Linked DNA regions of Sus scrofa: region 1 is linked to region 2. A link is a contact called in public HiChIP or PLAC-seq data. All regions are on one chromosome and are shown on one strand. Each heading gives the region's core, a stretch centred on a gene start, on an enhancer-like site or on the middle of the called end of the contact. The rest is flanking DNA. Distances are from core to core; before and after follow the strand shown. Region 1 holds the start of TMEM260 (transmembrane protein 260). Region 2 holds the start of KTN1 (kinectin 1).

Region 1 (6,570 bases), core at 3,104-5,603, 940 kb before region 2:
GCACCTCATCACATTTTCTCACTCAGCATTCTCTCCTAAATCCTTCAGGGCCTACTTCAGTTGCTGCCTTCTCAGTGACACCTTTCCTTACACATACCCCTCCCCAGCTTTCCCTATCAGGATTAATCACATCCTCCTCCCCCATGGAACCTGCTCGAAACCTCTCTATTCAGCACTTAGTTGGATTGCCTTCTGTGCTGGTTAGTTGTTTTCATTTGTCTTTTCCACTAAGATGAAAATATTATCCATTTCAGGCTTCTGTCAGGACATCAGCACCTCTCCCTCATCGGGCCACACAGGGAATCTACTTCAAGCCCTGTACAGAGAGGTTGACAAAGACATATCACGGTGTCATTCTTGCTACTCAGACACCCCACATCTCAGATTGCATGACTGCTCGCTTCACGAAGCCCCACAGGGGCACCAAAGACAGATACTGCTCACTTACATCATTTACTTACGGACATCTTTGAAGTTTTCTGGAGATATTCAAGAGCATCTTATAAGCTAAGGCACTTTTTGTATCTTATATAAATTATGGTTTTAAAATGTTTAAAATAACGGTTCTCTTTGTAGCTACTGTTACCAAAACTGTATAGCTCTGCCCTAGAATGGGTTTGCTCTTAGGTCTCTAGTGCTAAGTGGTTTTAATCAGTTTTTTGTTCTTATATTTCTGTAGGTGCAATGAAACACAGTTAAGTTTAAATTTTCAAGGTCACTATTCATTCTCCTTCATTTAAAATGTATTTAGAATTGTATTTAACCTTAAGAAAAACAGCCTATTTTCTGAAACTTCTTTTTACCATTGAAAAGTCAATATGCTGTTATTCTTTGTTGGAGTTCTCTTGGTAGAAAGACGAATCTGGAATGTGATAAACTTCCAGCACCAACTCTTGTTAAATGTTCAACTAAAATCTAAACAGAAAAGATGCTACTATTCAAAGTCTATGAATGCATCCCTGATAGAAAGCTAAAGGGAAACCCTACTTTTAAAACTGAGCATGATAAAAAAGAGAAATAGTTAAAAAAAAAAAAATTGGGAGAGCCTCCTAGGTCCTTGCTTTCCCCAATTCTTTACACTATGGTTTTTGCAAATTTAAGTCCTACCTGCATTAGGATTCCTGAGATGCCTTTTAAAAATAAAGATTCCTTGACCATAACCCAAACCTACCTACTCTAGACCCTCTGACATTGTGGCCCAAGTCCCCCAGGCAATATCAAGTACACTCAAGTTTGAGAACTACAGGGCTTTTTTTGTCTGGGACACAAATGTGTGGCAAGCTGAGGTGTTAGCAAATGCTTCACCTTTACAAAACCCAGCTCCCTCTATGTTATACTTTTTACATTAATTATACAGTTAAATTGTCATGTATCAAGTGTTAATGACAGTATCTTAAGTATAGATAAACATACATATAAGCTATAGTTCCCAAGCATAACAAAGAGAAGTGAAGGCTAAATTCCCACCCTTTATTCTAAAGGACCAGTAGTGCTCCTGCCCATAAATCAACTATGTACATCAAGTGGTGAAAAAGTAATTTTGGCAAGGCCACACAATGTGGATTCATGGAGTATAACTGAAGACTTATCAGCAAGAAGAATACATGCTTTATGTTGGTTTTGATTGTCTTCTGTTTATTGGTTAAAAAAAATTTATTTCAGAAACACAAAATTCAAAGAGAACAGTACATTCAACATATAAACAAAATTATCAAAGATGTGATTATACAAATTTTACTGATAACTCTTAGAAAACACTTCATTCCCCAAAACGAACATAAAAATATTAGAAGCAACCACTATTCAGAATCAAACTAAACTTAGAACACCCAAAAAGTATGATAACTCTAAGTGAATTATTAACTTTATTCTTTGGGGAAAAAATAAGACTATTAATAAAAACAAGGTAACATCACACATTTCTTTCTTTTTCTTTTTTCTTTTGTCTTTTTTTGCCTTTTCTAGGGCCGCTCCCGCGGCACATGGAGGTTTCCAGGCTAGGGGTCGAATTGGAACTGTAGCCACTGGCCTATGCCAGAGCCACAGCTACTCGGGATCCAAGCCGCGTCTGCCACCTACACCGTAGCTCATGGCAATGCTGGATCCTTAACCCACTTAGCAAGGCCAGGAACCGAACCCGCAACCTAGTGGTTCCTAGTCAGATTCATTAACCTCTGCACCATCATAAATCAACTATGTACATCAAGTGGTGAAAAAGTAATTTTGGCAAGGCGGGAACTCCAACATCATACATTTCAAATAGACTATCACTAAATATGTGAGGGCAGATTTAAGAAAAAAAAATTAGAGTCTAAATTGGTTAAAAGAGCATGTTCTAAAGTCAATATACTTGGGTTCTTTCCTTAACTGTTCCTACTTTGCAGCTGTGTGATTGTGGACACAGTTTAACATTAGTTTAGTCATCTATAACATAATGAAATTGATAGCTACCTCACAGGGTAGCAGCTGGGAGGATTAAAATGATAATTCACGTGAAGCACTTGGAACAGTGCCTGGCACAGAGTAAGTGCTCAGTAAGTGTTATTTTTACTATTCATCCCAATCCTGACCTTCAGGCTCAAACAACCATGACAAATAACTGTCAACATTTTTTTTTTGACATGTACAGAACTACCCATTCTGAGTAGTGCTCTCCGATGCCAAAACTCTCACAATGATAAAGTTATTTCTATTATTTAATATAAACCTTGGAAACATCATAACTTCATTCCCCACTATACTAATGAAACATTGCTCCTATCTGGTCTATAGGACCTGAAAGAAAGAATAAAGTTAATGACCCATAAAAGGAACATCAAGGATTCTCAATGTGGTAGGCAGCCTTAAAGACTGCCTCTGACGGCTGCCCAATTCCTAGGCTTCTCACTGTGTAATCCTCTCCCTCCCTAGGCTGGGCTGGACATACTGACTCGCTTTCAGGAATAAAACCAGGCAGTGGTATGTCACTACCAAGATTAGGTTACAAAACATCAGAGTTGTCAGACAGAGCTGCCTTCTTTCTCTTGACAGAGGTCAGCTTACAGAGAAACCTATGTGGCAAAGAACTGGATGGAGCTTAGAAGCTAATCCCCACCAAATAGAACCTTGAGAGGTCAGCAACCTCCCCTCCTGAGTTAGGGAACCCACTCAAACTGCACCCACATTCCTGATCCACAGAAAATGTGAGCTAACAAACTTTTGCTGTTTTAAGCCACTAAATTTTGGAGTATCTTGTAATTCAGCAACTAATGCACTCAGTTTTTCTCGGATTACTACCCAAAGTTACGGCACCATTATGACAAAACTACTCATCATTATTAGGCATTATTGGATGGCCACTGAATTTGGCAGCAAAACAAAACCCACGTCTTGTCTCTCATCCCAAATACATAACTATTTTTCACATGATTTAAATGGCCGATGACTCAAGCTTTTCTGTTTAATAGGAGCAGCTTGCATTAAGCCGAAACTGGCTTCCATTCCTTTAAGCATTCTCCAGCAAATATTCTGCAAGTTTGGTCCCCTTTCAACATCAGGTTTCAACTAAAATACCACCTCCTCAGAGGCCTTTCCCGACTAGCCATTTTGGTGAAGCCATTACCTAGCCCACTGTCAACCACATTTCCTTCTGTCTCCATTAACTTCTCACTACTCACTATGTAGTGGTTTATTCAGCAGTTTGTATATTGCCACTCTCCATGACACTGTTCACCACTCCTGTTATTCCTTTTATCTGTTACACGATAAGGACCCAACAAGTAATATTTGCGGGCTAAAAAGAAATGGAAAACAAAAACTCAGGTCCAGGAAAAATGATCTAGAGAAACGGAGAGGTTGGTAAAGTACCCATCAGGCAAAACCAACAATACCCGGCTTGAAAGCCTGAGAACTAGAGACCAGGATTACAAGAAAGTTACAGGAATGGAAACAGAAGTTGGTTCTGGGACTTAAAGCCCTGCAGGGGCCCGGGCAAGTGGATGAAGGGGTGCGGACCTAGTGAGGACAGTGCGGACCAGCGACGAGCAGGAGGGACGACCCAGAGAGTACTTTACCCGAGTCGCCCCCCGGCACCGAAGGGGGCAGCGTGAGGGTGAACACCGCGGCCACAGCGGCGAACACGGCGACGCCGCCACGGAGGCCCCTGGAGCGCCGTGGCCCCACTCGGGCTGCCGGCCCCTCGGCCAGGCCCCCGCCGTCTCCATGGAGACCCATGCGTCAGAGGAACCGAGAAAGGAGGACGCGTGGTACCCCAGGACTAGGAGCTTCACTGTGCCCCTAGGCGAGAGCCCAGCGCGTTGCGCGGCGGCTGCGGCGGCTTCCGGGTCGGTCCGGGTGGGCGGGACGCACCTTTCTGCGCCGGCGCGGGGGGCAAAAACCGCCCAGCCTCGCGGGACTAGGCCTGGGCAGCCTTCTGGCGGCGCACGGCGCATCGGGGTTTACAGAAGTATAACTTGCTTCCCAGTAGCGCATCACAGGAGACACCCTTCCTTTAGGAAACCAAGCCTCGCCCAGGGTCGTCGTCTCTATGGCCTCCTCCCTTCCCGGTGACTTGGTCGGAGCTGACAGAGACGGGAGGGGGGTTGCAAAGCGGGCGTGCGAAAGGGCCGCGACTGCCCCCAGCGGTGTGGGGTGGAACTACACTAAGGGCCCCAGACTGTGAGCCTGAGGATCCGTGTGCGCAGTGTAAGCCTCATATGTTTACTACGAGTAATTATAAACCTGTATGCTAATTGTTCAATCGCTGAGTTATTTTCAAAGGTTAAAATAAGCTAGGTTGGTTTTTATTTTTTGGGTTTTTTTAGTAGCATGAGGAGAACTAGGGAGATGTGAAACTTGAGTTTCTGTAGTGATACAAATAATTCATGTCATGGTAAAAAGAACTCCTTTACTGAAGAGGTGTATTTGGTGGAGCTTTGACCACACACTGGGAATGAAACCAAGACACTGCATTTTCCAGTTAGCTGCAACACAAAAAAGGAATGGGGAGTTCCCATCATGGCGCAGTGGTTAATGAATCCGACTAGGAACCATGAGGTTTCAGGTTCGATCCCTGGTCTTGCTCAGTGGGTTAAGGATCCGGCTTTGCTGTGGCTGTGGCATAGACCAGCAGCTGTGACTCCGCTTAGACCCCTAGTTTGGGAACCTCCACATGCCGCCGGAGCGGCCATAAAATAGTAAAAAAAAAAAAAAAAAAAAAAAAAGGAATGGGAACTCTTGAGACCACCTCATAGCACATTCTTGGTAAGATCTTTAGTAAGATCTTTAAGCTCAGATTGTACATTATTATATGGATTATTCTGGAGGGGGAGGGGAGGAGAGCAGCCTCCCTGGAATGCATCTCAAAATACAGTGAAGATCATTGACAATCTAGGACATGTTACAAGCAATCTGACAGGAACACAGAATCGCAAATGTAGAGTAACTAATACACATCTGCATAGATTGGCAGACGTTATGCCAGCATCTTAGGTATTTACATAATGCTTCCTCGGCTATATCGTGGGTCCCTGGGGGGCAGGTAGGCAGCTTCTAAAATGGCTCCCAATAATCCCCTACTCCTGGTACTGACTCCCTTATGTGATCCTCTCCCCGTATGGGGGGTGGGGTCGGGGGGGAGTGGGCTGAATCTAGTGACTCACTTCTATCCATAGAATAAGGTGAAAGTAACAGTTGTCCCTTTGGAGATTAGGTTATAAACCACAGGCTTCCATCTTGCTAACTCTCCCCCTGATGGGCACCACCTCTCTTGTCCTCTGCTTGTTCACTCTGATGAAGCTACCCATCATGGTGTGGGATGCTTGGTGGAAACGCCCACTCCATAAAGAGTAGCAAGGAACCGAACATCACCTCCAGCCGACAGCCAGCCAACAACTAGCAAGGAACTGAATCCCGCTAATACCTCATGAGGGAGGCAGGGTGTAGATGCTCTGTTAGTGACCCTTGAGGTGATAACAGACTCCCACCAAGACCTTGATTATAGCCTAAGAGAGACCCTGAGGTAGAGGACCCAGCTAAGTCTCACCCAGATTGCAGTCCAACAGAAACTGTGAGATAGTAAGTGTTGCTGTTTCAGTCCACTAAATTTGGGGTAATTTGTTACTCAGCAATAGATTTCTAAGACAGCCTGCCTCCTATTTCTTTTCTGAAAGAGTATGCCAGTGATTAATACTGGCTGAGCCAAGCATGTGCTTAACTTTCCCTTTTTACATTTCATCTTTTGCTCATGAGCTTTGTAAAAGATAAAATGTTTATCATGGCAAATTACTTTCAAAAGAGCAAAATTATCTGTCCATAGTCAAGAGGCAGAGATCAGCACTAGAAGTTTGTTTGAATTTGGGAGTTGTCACAGATGAGGTGAATGAAGAAGTTCACGGAGGCATAACGTAGTGAGAAGAAGGTTGAGGTCATGTGTTAGCCCACATCTTCCTTTAGGGAATGGCAGAAAAGCAGACAACAGTTCAAGAGAAGGATGTGTCACAGGGCGCTAAGGAAGAAATGATGTCAGTTAAGTATGTGTGGTCAGATTGTCAAAGAGAGAGAAGGACGGTGAGGAGGCCCACATCCTGGTTT
Region 2 (7,020 bases), core at 2,624-5,123:
AGATTTGAAGGAGACAAGAGAATTGGTCATGCAAATACCTCACAGAAACAGTGATTCAAGGAGAGGCAACAGCCAGTGTATTAGGGCCTAAGACAGCCAGTGAGGCTGGAGTGAAGTAAGCAGGGAGCAGAGTAGTAACTAACATAAGAAAGGTAAAGGGAGATGGGGAGAAGAGGAGTACCCAGAGTCTATAAGACCTTGTAGACCATAAGTGTTTTGAGAGAAGTGATAAGATCTGGTTGCTGCGCTGGAAAAGAAACTGCAGGGAGCTAAGATAGAAGCAGAGAAAGCTGTTAGGAGGTTAACTGCAGAAGTGTAGGCAAGAGAGTACAATGGCTTAGACCAGCCTGGTGAGCAACGGAGGTGTTAAGAAGTTATTTGATTCTCGATCTATTTTCAAGATAAGACAGAACCAAGAATGCCAAGTGTGAATGAGATAAGTCAAAATGACTCCAACATTTTTTTCACTTGAATGATGGGTAGAGCTGACATCTAACAAGATAGATTAGACTGCATCTAAGGCAGGTTTAAAGAGGAATATGCAATTTAGTTTGAGTTGAATACTTCAAATCCAAGTGGAAATTCAGAACAAGGTGTATGGAATATAAGAACTAAGTCTGGGCTGGGGGTATAAAAATGGGAGCCATCAGCATATGGGTATTTAAAACCATGACACTGGAAGAAATTACCAGAGGAATATAAAAAGAAAAATGAACCAAGGATTGAGCACTTCAAGAATGAGAACGAATCATAAAGACAGAATGAGGAGAGCAATTAGTGAGAAGAGAAACCCAAAAAAACAATGTCCTGGAAAGAAGTGTAAACAATTCATTTAAGTTCCACTTAGTGTACAAGCACTTTGCTGAAACTAGACTTAAAGTTAAAAGTTCTTAATCAGCCTATAGTCATTAAGGTGATAGGTAAAATACCAAATCATAACTTTTTAAAAAGGAGTTGAATATTTCTTACACATTTCCTAGGAATACTAGATTCCTATTGGAGACATTACTAAAACTACTTTCAGGACTAAAAGTATACATTTTGCCTATTTTATCTTTTTAACATAAAACCAATTTAAAAACCTATACTATTTAATAATTAAATTAATTTAAAAAGCCTAAATGGTTTACACTGCCATCTCTCTCAAAGACTGAGACATTTAACACCAATTCAACAGTCTGACAAGCAAACAGTTATAAAACATCATTACTTTTCTCTTTCTAGAGCTCACATACAGAAGTTAAGTCAAAATCCTTAGTCATGATATTCAAGGTTTTTCCCTTTCTGTTTAATTTTGCTTATAGAAAAAAGGCTTATATTCTTTCCTAAATCAGTGTTTTTCCTGTGCTTTGTACATAAAACATTTTTAAGATAAGAATATCCAAAGTCATGTTCAAAAAAAATGAATAAAGGGAACAACAAAACTCAATTTTATTTATGAAAAGAGTAAATAGTAACTAAAGAAATAGATACGTGCTTCTAGTCTCTGGGTATACTCTGGATTTACCTTCAAAATAACTGAAAACATAAACAGTACACAGAAAAAGCAGCTTATGTTACCCCCATATATTTGAATGTTCTTATAAAGCATGGTCTCTCTCTGCATTTCCTTATTACACATTAGGTCACATTCCTAAGAGACCTGGTCCACTACGTTTACTACAATTTAAATTTTTTACAAAGTATTGTGAGATCTTTTAGATTAAAGCTTCCTTTGCTATAAAAAATTATAATAAGCATCCAATTAAAAATACATCTTCCATACATTTCAAGTAAAATTCAAGTTAAGAATTTAACAACAGTAATACTCTTAACACAGGTCCTTTAGAAGTTAAGACTCAAAAAAAGCTTTCACTTCTCAGGCCCTTTATAAAAACCACACAGTCATTTAACATCGAATTATTAAAATGTTCTCCCTCCTAAAAGCAGATTAAAGCCTATAAATTAGAAGGAGGCTTAGGGTAAGAGATCCAAGAAAATAATTGCATCAAGTACAAGAGACTACTAACTAATGTTTGTGGAGGATATAGAAAAAACTAAACTAGAAACAAAATCATAAATTAATGATTTTAATTAATCATTCATAATACTGACCCTGAGTCATCAAGAAAGGGTAAATAATACTCAATATCCTTTATAATTTTAAAGTGCTTAATATTTTTAAGAAAAATTTTCATTAGGCTTTTGTTGTATCTTAAGTTTCAGTACAAATCTCAAGAAAGGTAAACAGAACACCTCATTCTCTAAGTGCACCTCACAGAGGCAGTTACACTGCTAATGCTGCAAAATAAGATGTGACATTTTTCTAACTCAGTGTTGGGGGGAGGGAAAGACGGGTGAATTAATGAATTTTTCTTAGAACCTACAAATAATAAACCCAGTTACTTCTTGTTAGATACCTGACCCGGGGTGGGGGGGGGCTTGCTTATGAGACAACAAATTAAATATGAACGTCTATAGCAAGGCATGTCTACCCAAAACACAGATCCACTCAAAAGTGCTCCAGTGTTATTCTTGGGACAATCATACCAGTCTCATCAGCGGGATTTCAGCCAAATTGGAGAGAGTGATGCCATGTGGCTGCTGGGTGAGATAGGGAGAAGTGCAACTTAAGCAAGAATTCAAACTTTAAGTCAGTTCCTACACAATTCAGAGTGCATAGTTCACCCTAAAGTGTCTACCTTTAGCAGGCTATGGGTGTCCACATTTCTCAAGGTTTTCCACAAAGCACCTCAAAAAACCCACTACTTTAAATAGCGAACTTCAACTGTAGCTTTTTAAGCAGCGCTTATTCAGATACCCGCTTGGGAATCCTTTACTGGTATAGGCCCAAGCATGAATTCAGAGTCCTGTTTGCTCCCAGAAGGAACAGCTAAAATTCAACAGCCCGCTCCTGAACCACATCAGGGTGCAGCTGGCCCAGGTTAGGATGCCGCTCCCGCGTCTGGGGCTGCGGGTATCTGGTACACACATGCTCCTTCACAACCAACGTCTGCGGCTGCACCTCCCACACCGTACGACTTCTCTCGGCTACCAGTTTGGTGTTCTGCCGAGGTGCCCAACGCCAAAAATCTCATTGTTGGAAACTAAAGGGGGGAGGGGTAAACAGTAAGGAAGACACACCCCTCAGGGAGAGGATGGATAACTTCCCCCGTCTCCAGGGCGGTCCCCACATTTTTCCAAACTCTCCTCTCATGCTGCTTCCCATCCCCAACGGCCCCTCTCCAGGACCCCGGAAGAGCGCGGGGCGGTGGGTGAGAGCACTGGGAAGAAGCGAGCGCCGGTTCCCCCTGACCCTCGAGAGCGGCGAGGGCTGGAATTCCAGCATGGCGTAAGCGTGGCCCAGCTCCGGCCCAGGGACGCCGGCGGGGACGCGCTCCCTCAGTCCACCGGCGGTGGAGACCGTAATCCGCCTTCCCGGCTGGGGGCCCTCACACCTGGCTAAAAATAGGAGCCTCGGTCACCCCAGGGCCCTCTCCGGCCGACCTCGCCCTCAGGAGACCTGCCAGGAGCAGCCGCCGCGGCTGAACCGGGGTCGAGCCCGGGGCGGCCCGGCGAGGCCGAGAGGCCCCTCAGAGCCCGCCCGCCAGGGCGGCCCGGCCCAGGCAGAAGCCCGGCGGCGGTCACCCGGCGCCCGCGGCCTACCCGGCGGGCGACAGCGGACGGTGTCCCGGCCCCGCGGCCGCGCCCCCCGGCAGGCGCGGCCCTCCAGTCTGCCTGGGACCCCGCGACCGGCGCCCCCTCCCCCTCACGGTCCCCGCGGCCCGAGCCTGGGCCCAGCGGGGCCTTTTCTCTCTTACCCTGAGCGGCCGGGAAAGGAGACCGGGAAGACGCGGCGGCGCCGGCAGTACGGCCCGGGCCGCGCGCTCCGAGTCCCCGCCGCCGCCGCAGTCGCTCAGGTGCCGTCGCGCTGCCAGGCAGGAAACGGGCGGCTTCGGGGCGGGGCGGGGCGGCCCCGGCACGTCCCGGCGTCTGGGCCGGCGGTGCCCGGAGACCAGCCCCTTAAAGGGACAGGAGTCGCCGCCCCGACCCCCGCGCGCTCTGCTGTGAGCTTGGGTAAGTCCCAGCGTCCCGCTGGCTCGGGATTCCGCGGCTTTCCTCCCGAGATAACGTCTCGGTGGAGGGTGGGAGCCCCGGGTCTCGAGGCTCAGTGGAATTCCCTTCCTGCGCGAGAGCCCTGCTCTCTCTAGTCTCTCTCTCTCCTTCCCGAAAAGCTGGTTTCGTCTTGCATGCCCGCCTACAGAAGCACCACCTGGGCCCCGAGACTGGATTTTTTTTTTTTTTTTTTTTTTTTAAGCATTAAGCAAATAGTACTCGATTTCACTTAGCCCATTCCAGATTCCTCCCCACAAATCTCTAGAAAACGGAATCTTCCGTTCCTCTGTCTCCAGAGTTGCTGAATTCTCCTTTGGGCAAAACTGGCGTCAAAGAGAGAGAAATTTTAAACCGACCCAAATAATTGTGTGCAAATATTGTGTAGCTGTTGTGTCTGCCAGCTGGTGGCCATTCATTAAGCCCCGGCAAATAACTAGAATCCGAAGCGGAAAGAAGAGGTTGGCCAGAATCCCTGCTTATTAGTTTGCTCTTGCTACAAGAATGACAGCTGTCTTCCTGGTCACTGGCAAATGAGATGTGTTGATTATCATTACTTACTGCTTAACAATCTCTCCCAGAATGCCAGGCATTGCCCAGAACATATACAAAACATTACAAGCTCTCCTCAAACGTTATGGGAGCTCAAAAATGATTCAAACCCTTTTAGTGTATGGATAGAGATACATAAAATTAGGACTCATCACTAACACCTCTCCCTACCTACTGACAGAGGGGAACAAGAACAATTTTTAAATAACGGATATCAAAGCAGCTCCTACACAGGATTTTCCTTTGTATGGGCTGGCTAAAAACATACTATACATTTGTATTCTAATTACTTTTTTGTCAAAGCTTTCTAGAGCATCCCCGAAGTACAAATGAAAACTGTACAGTATGTGGTAGCCTGAGATGTTGAGAATTCTGCCTGTCTTCAGCCACTATGTTCTCCAGAGACGCATTCTGTCTTATTTTAACTCCAGAAATGCCGCCCTCTTTTTTGTTTCTTAGTAGGGTTACTCAGCACCTCAGTGGTTCCAATGCCCTCAAAGCAATCTATCCCTAAACCATCAGCTGTTTCCTGAGCCTGTGCCAAAGGATCCACCTTCGGTGAAGAGCGAAGCCATTAGTCTCTTAATACAAAGAGGAAAATATACCATTTCTATAAAGGAGTTCAAGGACTCTTGACTAGCCTACAAACGACCATCTAATTTCCTATGGTTAGTACTAAGCAGGTATTGGGTTAGAAAAAAAATCTATCCTTTTTAAGATTTCAGTAAAACCTCAGTGTCATTTTAGAGACCGTAATTTTTAGGTATTTTGTATATGGAGCTTAGGGACATGTTTGCCTTAAATATACCACTTCTTATAGTCAGGGATCACTCATTTTTGTGTTACATAGTTTGAAACAAAGACACATAAATGTATCAGCTATTTCAACTTTTCTAAGTGATTTAACTTTGACTTTTTGAAAGGGAAGTGACTGGATGCTTCATTCCTTCTAAGCTTTATATTTATTCACATCAAAACAAAAAGGTTTACTAGAACTCTTATGAATAAGCCCTAATAGAAATTAAGACCTACCCTCTTAAGTTTTGAAGTATAGTATAATATGATATCATTAACTATAATTAACAGATATAATTAACTTAAGATATAATTAATCTTGGTTGCTGCTTACCAACCAAGTTACTGAAGCAGCAACTAACTTGCTAAAAACAATTAGCACTCCTAGCATCCGAGGTATCTCTAGTTGTAACAACTAAGAAATTAAATTTTATTGAAAACTATGAAGGATAACACTGTTATCTAAACAGTATCCTCCCCAACAAAGTACAATTTACAGGAGATTGCCTTCTGACTTTTAGCATGTCATAATCCTTTTTTCTTAATTTTGAGGGGAAAAAAGACACCCAGTGCATATCTCTCTAGCAGATAGAGAGAAAGCTGGCTATTCCTGTTTTGACTAGGGAAGACTTCTCAGAAGTGGTGAGTTATGTAGAGATATGAGTAATATATGAGTAACAGATTACATCTCCTACTCCACCATTTCAGGGATGGCAGAGATGAAGGTATAATGGAAGCATTAACAGAACTAAAAGTAAAGGGAAAATTCCAGGTTCACCTTCTCCACCGAAGTAATAGAGTGAGGAAGTTCACAGAAACATCTGCAGCTGCAGATCGAGAAGTAATCAGTTATTCTAACAAAGTATCTGGCACATAACTGTGCTTATCAAAGGTCTGCATTGTTCCCGTTGACATGTAATCTCTTCAGGCATATGGCATTAAATGCTTTCATAACAGACTAAAGGTGCCATAAATTATTTGCCTACTCTTTTGCATGAAGAGGTGAGATCTGCGCCCTTCCTTTGAATCTGGGAGGGCTTTGTGACTAATGTGACCAATAGGATATGACAGAAATAACAATGTGCCAAGTTGTATGGGCCCAGACTGTAAGAGAAAGGCAATCAAAAGTTCATTTCCTATCTCTTGGAACTATTGATCTTAGAGCCCTGAACTGCCATATAAGAAGTCCATGGACCCACATGTTCATTGCAGCACTATTCACAATAGCCAACACATGGAAACAACCCAAACGTCCATCGACAGATGACTGGATTAGTAAGATGTGATATATATACACAATGGAATACTACTCAGCCATAAAAAAGAGCAACAATGCCATTTGCAGCAACATGGATGGAACTAGAGACTCTCATACTGAGTGAAGTAAGTCAGAGAGAGACAAACACCACATGATATCACATATCTGGAATCTAATATATGGCACAAATGAACCTTTCCACAGAAAAGAAAATCATGGACTTGGAGAATAGATTTGTGGTTGCCGAGGCGGAGGGAGAGGGAGTGGGATGGCTTGGTAACTTGGGGTTAATAGATGCAGACTATTGCCTTTGGAATGGATTA

Evidence for each region. HiChIP or PLAC-seq counts read pairs in DNA pulled down with a chosen protein or histone mark.
Region 1: a contact with region 2 is called in an H3K27ac HiChIP or PLAC-seq map of alveolar macrophages. The contact joins the promoter of TMEM260 here to the promoter of KTN1 in region 2. A contact is called at or near these places in 1 of 5 promoter capture datasets (liver) and 1 of 2 datasets of contacts at active chromatin or transcription factors (alveolar macrophages).

What each region holds. Positions count from the first base shown.
Region 1 is chr1:185,819,280-185,825,849 of Sscrofa11.1, reverse strand. TMEM260 (transmembrane protein 260) reads right to left here and starts at 4,353. Exons shown (of 14, transcript XM_013993447.2): 1 at 4,053-4,353. The coding sequence starts at 4,212. It overlaps LOC110262235 (a long non-coding RNA gene), which reads left to right and starts at 4,348. Exons shown (of 3, transcript XR_002347053.1): 1 at 4,348-4,683.
Region 2 is chr1:184,878,723-184,885,742 of Sscrofa11.1, reverse strand. It overlaps KTN1 (kinectin 1), which reads right to left and starts at 3,873. Exons shown (of 44, transcript NM_001258303.1): 1 at 3,801-3,873.